2 separate regions of the Rattus norvegicus genome follow, and region 2 is linked to region 1. The links are chromatin contacts, called in public Hi-C maps. All regions are on one chromosome and are shown on one strand. The core of a region is the stretch at or near the end of the contact, and the rest is flanking DNA. Distances in the headings are between cores, read along the strand shown.

Region 1 (5,181 bases), core at 863-3,362:
GGGCAGTGGGGCTTGGTGGCTCATGTCTGTAATCACAGTGCTCAAGAGGCTGAGGCAGGAGGATCACTGGAGTTTGAAGTAGGCCTGTGCTATATAATGAGTTCTGGCAGGTCACCCTGAGCCGGTGAGTAAGAAGCTGTCTCAAAAACAAACAAACAAACAAACAAACAAACAAACAAACAAAAAAAGAAAAAAAGAAAAGGAAAAAGAGGTTATAAGGCCAGATCATATATTTTTTGAGGAGTTAGGAAAATGAAATGAACCCATATATTCAGCTGAAATCTAGTAAGAAATATTTTTTAAAAAATCATATCAATTTTGAACTGTGAGAAATTAATTTCTTTTTCCTGTGTTACTAAAATGCTGACCCCCCCCCCCTTCGCCTTCTATATAAATGTGGCTTCCAGCCATCTCAGGCATAACCCTTCCCTACTGTCTCTTGTGTGCTCGAAAGACTGATTCTGTTCTGCCTTTCCTCCTGGTTTCTGAAACTTAAAAAGAAGTTCTAGATGGTCCCTGGGGTCTTGGGTGTACCAGGCACGTGCTCTGAGCGGTACCCCAGTCCCTGGACTATCAACCGCTGAACAATTCTCAGGCAGAGTCGATCCCCTTGGTGCCTACCATTTGCTGAGATCCTGTTTCTGCCCTTAGGTGTGACATCGTACTCCAGGCTAAGGCCCTGGTGTCATGCAGAAACTGAGAGACTGCCGTAATACTTCTCCTGAGAACAGGCTTTGGAATCAGTTCTGTCTACACTGATTTCACTGGGATTCACATCCTGGCTTTGGGGTAGGGCTGGAGACAAAGGCTTTTCCTCCTACTACACAGCTAAGATTGGGAGTTTGTAGGCTTGCTAAAAAAATGCCAGCCAGTAGTCACTAAAGCGCTTCATGTCTGAATAAAGGCTGTGTTTTGATTTGGAACAGAAAACTGTACATTGTTTTTCTATTCTTGACCTAAAAGGCCTTTAATTCATTACCATTACCATCCTTATTACTTATTTTCATTCTCCACTGTCATTACTCATGTGCATATATGTGGTACAGGTGCTACACACGTTGGTGGAGGTCAGAGGATGAGTTTATTGGTCCTGTGGATGGGGCTCAGGTTGCCAGGCTCATAGGGTATCTTTGTCCTTTAGCTCCTCGAAGACCTTTTCGTTGGGTAGGCCACATGAACCGGAGTGTGTGAAATCTCCTCTCCCCAGCTTGCTTCATTCCTTCCTTCACAGTTCCTGTAGCCAGGGTTGACCTTGAACTCTGATTGTCCTGTCTCTGTCTCCTGAGTGTCACCGCTGCCACACCTAACCAGACATCTTTCTTAGTTCTTTCCATTAAAAAGAAGAGTCAGGTTTGTGGACCGATCGTGGTAAAAATACTTTTTCTAGTGTCTCCCTCCCCCCCACCCCCTCCTTTTATGGAGTTGCTCCAAAGCGCTCAACCTAATTTTCATGGTAATTATAGCTCCCCGTGTCATCAGCTCAAGTTCTTTAAAATTAAATCGCGTAATTAGAGTGACAGATATAACAGCTACGGGAAGGTTTGGGAGAAACACAGCTGTCTCTCGGTGACACTTGGTTCACTGCAGAAGCAGCTGGCCTCGCCGAGCTGGAGTGTTCTATATTCTCAATGATGGGTGGCAGGCGGGCCGGTACCCATGCACCTCCTGGGTAGGGAGGAGAATCCTTATGTGTGAGTGTAGTGACTTTACAGGTTGGGACTGGTTATCAGATCTACAGTCTGAACCACGTCCTCTCCTAACATCCCCAGAGAAGCCTTGTGTCTCCCCATTTCTGTGAACTGATGGGTTTAGGGCTTTGTCCTGGCTGCCCAGACTTGCTGAGGTAGGCTACGCTCCAAATTCGGCCAGACTATCAACGTTCAGAATCTTTTAAGCATTCCCCGAACATTAAACCTGTCTTCTCCTTGGCCAGCCTCACAGTGAGCGAGCAGGATCGTCTTGCCCATTTTCATGTAGGAACAAGCTGACCTGTCCCTGAAACCTCCTCAAATCTTAGAAAAAGCCTGGCTGGGCGATGCCAGTCTGGAGGCTGTCTAAACCAGAGTTTAACTTCTGCTTTAGTGCCACCAAGTGGTGAGTTTGGAAGTGACACTCTCTGAGAAGATGGCCGTCACAGAGAAGAGGATAGAATCCTATGATAGATTTTGGGGGCACTCTGCCTGATACTCAGTGATGGGTGCACGGTCCTAAGCAGTTACGCAGACATATAGGATGCCAAGAGTGAGCCCAAGTGTCGGCACGGACTCTGGGTGACAGAGACAGTCAGCGTGTGTTCCCTGCTCCGGCTGGGGAGGTGCGGAGCCTGGGGCGTGGTCTGCAGGGAGTACATGCGCAAACTTTTTACAGCTCTATATTTGTTAAGAATGAACACTCTTCTACTTTACGTAATTTCCCTTCTAGACTGCTGTTGTGGGGAGGAGTAAGATACGGGAGGAGACCCGTCCCAGCTTCGTTTCTGTGGCTGTGATAAAATATCCTGGCAGACAGTGGAGAATGCATTTATTTTAGCTCACCGTTCCGGCTACAGTCCATCCCAGTGGGGCAGTGATGGCGACGGGAACTGAAATTGTCTCTCGTCTACAGTCAATGTGTGCGTGCTTACCACCCAGCCCGGGTTCTCTACTCTTACAGAATCCAGGACTCGAACTCAGGGGTTGGGGCAGCACGCTTTCCGGCTGGGTCTTCTCCCATCCGTTAGCACATCTACAGGGCCGATCCGCTCCACAGACTCGATTAGAGCACGCATGTATGTAGTACTAGAATAAATCATACGTGTGAGAAGTGAGCAGTTTACTGTCTCCTCCGTAGGGAATATTGTTTTGAAAGCAAAGAGTGCTGGCTGGGTGGCAGGGGGACACTGTGGCGGTAGCAGTGTGCGCGCTGTGTGCTGTTTGTAGCAGAGTGGAGTGGAGCGATGTGGGCGCGTGTGCACGGCATGTTTCCCAGCTCTGTTGGGAGGTGGCAAAACGTGAGTGTGGTGTGCACGCTCGTATGTGTTGTTCACTTGCTGGTACCATCCAGCCAAGACTGACTTCCCTGCTTTACCGGTGACCCTGGGCTGGGAACACTCGCACTGCTGGTCAGTGCTGATGACAGACTGACCTATTCTTTCTCACTGGACACTCTTTTTGGAACTGTGCTCTGAGCAGCTGAGAATCCTTTCTTCCCCAGGGACATGTAGTGACTGGCAAGGTCAGAGCTGTGAGCCTGCGGGTGCAGCCTCGCTGTTCCGGACAGTTGCTCAGTCACTGACTAACATCTGGGCACCATCTCAACACCATGGATGGCTTCTTTCCTTTCCGGGAGGCTGCCTCTTCATCCTATGATAACTTTCAGAGGAAAACTTGGGTTTTGGAGATCCTGACCCTAAATTTAGGTTAAAGTGAATGAATGTGTAAGATTCTTAATCTCATTGACCTAGATACCCAGAAAGAAAACAGAACTTGGCAGAAGATACAAACCGGTCTAGGGTTCTTATCAAGAACACACTCACCTGTACCTCTGATGTCTGCACAGACCTCTCTGCCTGCTCCAACCTGACAGCATGTTCTGCAGGTCCTCACTGACGGCAGGCTCAACTGTCTTCTTGATGGTAGAGCCCCTGTGCCCTGCACTGAGCTGCAGCTGCAGAGAGAGTGCAGCCAAAGGGACTTGGACACATTTGCAGAGGTCATGGATCAGTAGCCTGTGCTTACTTAGATTCTGATTTCTTTTTATTTCGGTCAATGTGATATTTTTAAAGAAGTGGGCTTAATGGCTTAAACTGAAAAAAGAAAAATCAGGAAATGCATACAAACCTCTGAGTATCCAGTTCTTTGCCAGAGAGTGGATCTGGCTAAGCACGGCCTTTGTTCCCACAGGGTATGTGCTATTGGAGAGGTGTAGATGGGACACGCAGCTTCCAATTACCTGCCCTCCCCTCTCCCTAGGTTAGGCTGCTAAGGATTAATGCCTTGGAAAACCACATTTGGTGCGTTGCAAAAGAAAAACCAAAACAAAGTAGGCAAAGCCTACCCCAGGACAGCAGTGGCCTCCCTTGGACGGTCCCTGGAGACCCTGGGAGGTCCTTCTTTGGAAGTGCCCCAGCTTGTTTTTCTTTGTCTTGGTTGAAACCATTCTTCCAGTTCCTGGTTGCTATGGGGCTGCTGTGTTGTTAAGTAAAGAGCAAAGAGTTTGGGATCATATGATGTGAGTTTAGCAATCTCCCTGCCTCAGCCTTTCAAGTGCTGGGATTAGTCATGAGCCACTATGCCTGGTGAGACACGGTTTTGAGTTCCAGCGGCACTGACTTTAATTTCCTTATTTGTAAAATGGGGTTGATAGCAGGAATTTGGTCTGCAGAGCCTGGGACCCTGCAGCCGCCGCGATGTTGGTGCCCAAGAAGAACCGGATTGCTATTTATGAACTCCTTTTTAAGGAAGGGGTGATGGTTGCCAAAAAAGATGTCCACATGCCCAAACACCCCGAGCTGGCAGACAAGAACGTGCCCAACCTTCATGTCATGAAGGTCATTTAGTCTCTCAAGACTCAAGGTTACGTGAAGGAGCAGTTTGCTTGGAGACATTTCTACTGGTACCTCACGAATGAGGGCCTCCAGTATCTCCGAGATTACCTGCACCTACCTCCGGAGATCGTGCCCGCCACCCTGCGCCACAGCCGTCCCTGGACCGGCAGGCCTCGGCACAAAGGTCCAGAGGGTGAGCGGCCTGCAAGATTTACAAGAGGGGAGGCAGGCAGAGACACCTACAGAAGGAGTGCTGTGCCCCCTAGAGCTGACAAGAAAGCTGAGGCTGGGGCTGGCTCAACAAAGAACTCCAGTTTAGAGGGGGCTTCAGTCGTGGACATGGTCAGCTACCTCACTGAAGTTGGAGATTATGCTGTGTTGAATAAACTTTAAAGAAAAACGAAAAAAAAATTTGGTCTGCAAAGCATCAAGTTACAGTATCTCTCTTCCAGCAAGCTTCTCTCTTCCCCATCTTTAGGATAGAGATGAAATCCCCATAAATCTCCTTACCGCTCTCTGAGCCACTCACACCCCTTAGCTCCGAGAATGAAACTGATTTCCAGTGTTCCTTTTGTAAAGCTTCCGGGCTCTCCCACCCGGATGCTTTTTTTTTTTTTTTTTTTTTTTTTTTTTTTTTTTTTGTCGCTCCAACTATC
Region 2 (5,181 bases), core at 1,798-4,297, 110 kb before region 1:
CACTGTCTTCAGACACACCAGAAGAGGGCATCAGATCCCATTACAGATGGTTGTGAGCCACCATGTGGTTGCTGGGAATTGAACTCAGGACCTCTGGAGGCACAGTCAGCGCTCTTAACCATTGAGCCATCTCTCCAGCCCCCCAAAATTTTCTTTTGGAAAGTTTAACAATGTGTTTATTCATCCTCACAGACACAGTTGTACTTAACTTATAGTGTGTCCGGCAGTATACTCCAGCTGTCCAAGCCCCAACATATATACAGCAAAAGATTGTCTTGTCTGGCCTCAGTGGGAGAAGATCCAACTAATCCTTGAGAGACTTGAGGCCCCAGGGAAGGGGGATGGGGGAGTGAGGAGAGGGAATGGGGTGAGGAACTGGGGGCAGGAATGTAAATAAATAATTAAAAAAGAAAGGTGTGCCTGGACCAGTGCAGGCAGGCCTGTAATTCCAGCACTCAGGAGGGCAAGGCAAAAGGGCTTAAAAACAAAATCTCAGCTGGGCATGAATGGCACACAGCCTTAATCATAAAGGCAGAAGCAGGCTTAGTCTGCAGGGAGTTCCAGGACAGTCAGAACTAAATAGTGAAACCTTAGTCCCTTTACACATAAAGCATAAGCTTATTCAATTTAATATACATGGTGTGCCTTATACAGGGCAAGGTCCTGACGGAATCTTACCCAGAATGTCCAGAGGTCTAACAAACACTATTATCTACAACAAACACTTGTATGATCACAGTCAACGCTTGCTAACAACGGAATCTAAAGTTTTCTCACATCCCACCCTTTCCCTCCTCCTCCGCTATCTAGGCTTGGTTGACTTGGCTCTTAGAGTTGTCATTGTTCAGGTTTGTGCAGCAAGCAGCAGCTTCTTGTATGCTGGCTGACACTCACTCCTCATTCCACTACCATGAACGTCACCCACCATTCAGTGAGGCCTCCTTTTCCAGCATTCTGTACAGTGCCTACCTCATGGTACAAATATCTATATATAATTGTCGTGTTTTGTTTTACTAATCAAGGCATTGCCTACCTGTTCACTATTATTTCTTTTACCTCACAAGAATACAAATTACACTTAAAGATCTTTCACGACTGATCGGGTGGAGCACACCTACTAATAAGCACCAGAGACAATTCAGCAGTAAGCCTTATAGCTCAGGCCTGCGTGGGCTCTAGGTAAACAAACTTTCCTCAGATGCCCAGGTAGACACACTTGTCCCTGAGTCTGTCCATTTACATCCGGCCAAAGGGTCCTCCATGGTAGGAGAACCAACTCTCACAAGTTGTCCTCTGATTTTTATATACACGTGTTGCTCACTGAATTCCTCTTCTGAGATAAATAAAAATCTATGCACTAGATGGTTAAGTGTGCTTGCTATATCAGGGTAGATTTGATAAACTTTGATTCGGTCCTGACCGGGGGCCTAGGAAATAAGTTTGTATTATAGTCAAAACTGGCTTTAAAAACCTGTTAGTTCAACACTAGTACAAAATGTCTAACTACTACAAGAGTGCCATCAAGGTTTATTTTAGCTTACAAACAAATCCGGAGACGTACTTTTTTGAGACAGGTCTCTCTCTTGGTCTTCCCGACTGGTCTCAAACTCAAGAGATCTCCCAGGCTCTCGAGTGCTGGGACTAAAGTTGAGCACCACCACGCCCGGCAGGACAACATTATATACACACATTTTTAAGCTACAAAGAAGTCAAGGGGCTACCCTAAAGATTCGGGGGGGGGGGAGTTAAAACACAAGCACTTTTATTTCCCCAACCCTTTTCAGGTGGGAAAACGGTGCCTTCGGGGCAACAGTGCGTCCCTACGTAACACAAAGAGGTTGTAGGTTTCCGATTTGGGAGAGGCAGATTCAAACTGAAAGCTTGGTAAGAATGGGCCTGAGGCCATTTTGAGAGGGTAGTGGAAAGGATTGGTGGAATGTCGCACAAATCCCGCCCCGAGGAAGGACGCTCGGGAAAAGTCTCCCTCGTAAACGGGAAGGTGAACGTTAGTCTAATTACAGCGAGGGTGTAGAGCTCGGCGGGGCGGGAAGCGATGAAAACCGCTAACGGGACAACCCTGCTATGCCCCAGTCGTGACCCAAGCTCCCAGAACCTTCCACGCTCCCGTGTCAAACGGAAACTGACCCGAGGGAAACGGGGCTAAGTGCACTCCGTGGAGAGGCCGCCGTGCGGAAGTGAGGGAGGCCCTGTGGCCACGCTTGGGGAGAGCGCGTGGGGGGGGGGGCTTCAGACCACCACAACCAGCTCGACCAAGAGCAGCTGGGACCCCCGTGAGAAAACGCCATCTCCTCAGGCCGCAGTCCGGAGGGCGAGCAGGGCCAGACCTACCCCGCCAGTGGCTCTATGGAAGCCGCCGCGCGGTCCATGCTCACCTGCCGCGCTCTCTGCAGGGCATCTTTGAAAGCATCATTAACTCCTCCGCCGCCGCCGCCGCCAGCTGAGCCAGAAGACGGCGGAGGTACTGTTGAGTAGTCGGCCATACCCACGCTATAGAAGACGCCGCTGTTTCCTCGCGGAGGTTCCCCTCTCGGCTAACTGCTAAGAAAGAAATAAGATGGCGGCCGTCGAGGCTGTATCACATTCTTGCACGACCATCGTGCCGTAAAGGGGCGGAGACTAGGAGACGGAAATCCCGCGATGTTTCAGAGCCGACGCGTGGTTGGCCGCGGGGAGCGGGTGCTGAGAAGGGACGCCCAGCGAAAAACATCGCGAGACTTGACTAGGATCCTACGAGAGTAGGGTATAACTGGGCGCCTCCTCTCAGCGCGCTTGCGGGCTATTGTTCCCTCACCTGCGGGTGAGCCTGCCGCCTCACTCAGAGACGTTTGCCACCCGCGGTTGTAGAACACTAAAGGCCGCCGCGGAGTAGGGAGCTAGTGTCCTTCCCTGTTTCCGTAGGGAGGGGCTTGACGTCGTCGGGCGTGGACGTCACGCAACAGTGTCCCGCGAGCGCGAGGCCGCAGAGCCCGAGGGCCTCGCGGGGCGTCCGCGGCGAGGCTGCGGAACCGTCTGCCGCCCGGCGGGAGCCCAGCATGCTGCGGGGCGCTGAGCTGCCGCCGCCTGTGACCTCCAGCCCGGCCCGTCACAAGCGGGGATGAACTCAGACCACCGGGCCCTTAGTTCTCGAGCTGATTACCTACCGAATCTATATGTAAAATAATGTGGGCGAGCGGATGGTGAAAATATGACCTCCCTTTGTCCTTTAAAAACGTGAGTGTTGCAAATTCAGTCTTTAGACACCTAGCGTTGTGTGCCTTTGGCCAATCCTACCGAGTGCCCCTTCGAGTCAACATGTCGTGTTCTTGACACAAACTGGCTTGACTTCGTTTTGTCCACCCCACCCCCTACGCCCCTGCGGGTAATCAGATAATTGTGATGTTCTGAACTCTGATTTCTGGACTAGATGGTTTTGGAGGCAGTTTCTAATATTTGCATATGCCAATAGCCACATTTCTACAGATTATTCGTGAGCGTGTCTTAGCCACGCTAGCCTAATGTTAGGAATTACTATGGTGAATGAGGGTTCTTGGGTATTCTGTTTATACTTAGGTACGCTACAATGACCCCTGCCCCTAGTTTAGCTAAGAAAGAAAGAAAAGTAAAATGGACTGTCTAACGTATGACATTTCCCCCCTCTCTGAATTAGTCTAAGAAGTATTTTTTTTTTTTAATCACCAATCTTAGAATGAGAAATATTTGCCTCTGGCTTTCTGATAGCTAATGTGTCCACTTGTTCGAGACCCACTATCGGTTACCAAGTCAGGTGCTTGCAGATACAAACAGCATGATTTTCTTAAAACCAGCTCTGTCTTAGCCATTTTATGGCTCTGCTTGTCCTTTTTAACCAGTTCACAGGTATCTAAGAATGTTCGTGGATTTAGAAGAGCAGTAAAGGTATTGAGCTACAGATTTAATCAGCAATACATAGGAAAACTAGCTAATGAGAACACTTCAGCCGTATTTTGAGAAAGTTTGCCCAGCAAAGAGCATGTACTCATCAGTAGTTGATGTTTTTATTTCATTATTTAGATTTGTATACTAATTAGATGTTCTGGTTGAAATAATTTACAGTTTTATTTACTCCTCTAACCATATTATCATCATTTAGTTTTTTTTTTCTAAATATTGAAAGGATCTTCCTTTCTACTTTTTTACAAAACTGTATATACTCCTGGAAAGGTGGGTATTCTAGAATGGAGTACATTGGAATCTGCATAGACCAAGGTTTTTCATCCTCAATGCTATTGAAGTCTTGGACTAGATGATTCTTGGCTGTATGCTTTGTGTGGTGCAATACTTTGCAGCATCTTTGGTTGCTACGTGCCCTCAGTGCCAATCCCATCTCTCCTAAGCACCACCAGTTGTGATAACTGAAAATATCTTCAGGCATTGAGCTCACACCTTGAGCTCTTCCTTGATCCCTGAACCTGCCTTTTCTTTGGCCATCAGGAAGACCTTATGACTCTGTTGCCAATGTATGTTCTAAGATCCAATTTTTCCCCCCATCTTTATTAAATTGGGTATTTCTTAGTTACTTTTCAAATGTTATTCCCTTTCCCAGTTTCCATGCCAACATACCCCTAACCCCTCCCCATCCCATTCTATATGGGTGTTCCCCTCCCATCCTCCCCCCATTACCGCCCTCCCCACAAGAATCTGTTCACTGGGGGTCCAGCCTTGGCAGGACCAAGGGCTTCCCCTTCCACTGGTGCCCTTACTAGGCTATTTATTGCTAGCTATGCAGTTGGAGCCCAGGGTCAGTCCATGTATAGTCTTTGGGTAGTGGCTTAGTCCCTGGAAGATCCAATATTTTTAACCCTGTTGCTTCCAGCCCTGGCCCAAGTTACCATCACTGTAGTCCCAGACCAAAAGGGAGCACCTTAGTTTTGCTCCTCTTTGTTTATGCTTCACTTAAAAAAAAAAAAAAAAAAGAATTTGTAGAGATAGATGGTGAGATGGCTCAGCAGCTAAGAGCACTGGTGCTCTTCCAGAGGACCAGGGTTTAGTTCCTACCACCCACAAGTTACATACACATACAAACAAAACACTAGAACATGTAAAATAAAATAATCTTTCAAAAGTTAAAAAAGTTGGTCAGGTGATGGTGGTTTGTGCCCTTTAATCCCTGTACTTGGGATGCAGAGGTGGGTGGATCTCTGA

What was found. Hi-C and Micro-C count contacts between places; a contact is called where the count stands out from the background.
Region 2: a contact with region 1 is called in a Hi-C map of Schwann cells, with 4 times the contacts expected there. The contact joins the promoter of Dnajb4 here to the enhancer-like site in region 1. A contact is called at or near these places in 12 of 12 Hi-C or Micro-C datasets (the A7r5 cell line, the Rat2 cell line, Schwann cells and 7 more) and 1 of 1 datasets of contacts at active chromatin or transcription factors (oligodendrocytes).

The regions. Positions count from the first base shown.
Region 1 is chr2:243,706,077-243,711,257 of GRCr8, reverse strand. The region is part of intron 3 of Gipc2 (GIPC PDZ domain containing family, member 2); the gene reads left to right. It also overlaps the pseudogene LOC108350142. Among named protein-coding and RNA genes, the nearest start is that of Gipc2, 62 kb to the left of the region's middle. Within about 2 kb of position 2,112, at least 23 of the 93 cell types and tissues checked have an H3K27ac peak or open chromatin away from gene starts, as enhancers often do. A contact at or near this core is called in Schwann cells, where this site is marked.
Region 2 is chr2:243,816,908-243,822,088 of GRCr8, reverse strand. Dnajb4 (DnaJ heat shock protein family (Hsp40) member B4) reads left to right here and starts at 3,047. Exons shown (of 6, transcript NM_001013076.1): 1 at 3,047-3,231. Fubp1 (far upstream element binding protein 1) reads right to left here and starts at 2,560. Exons shown (of 20, transcript NM_001037653.1): 1 at 2,394-2,560. The coding sequence starts at 2,501.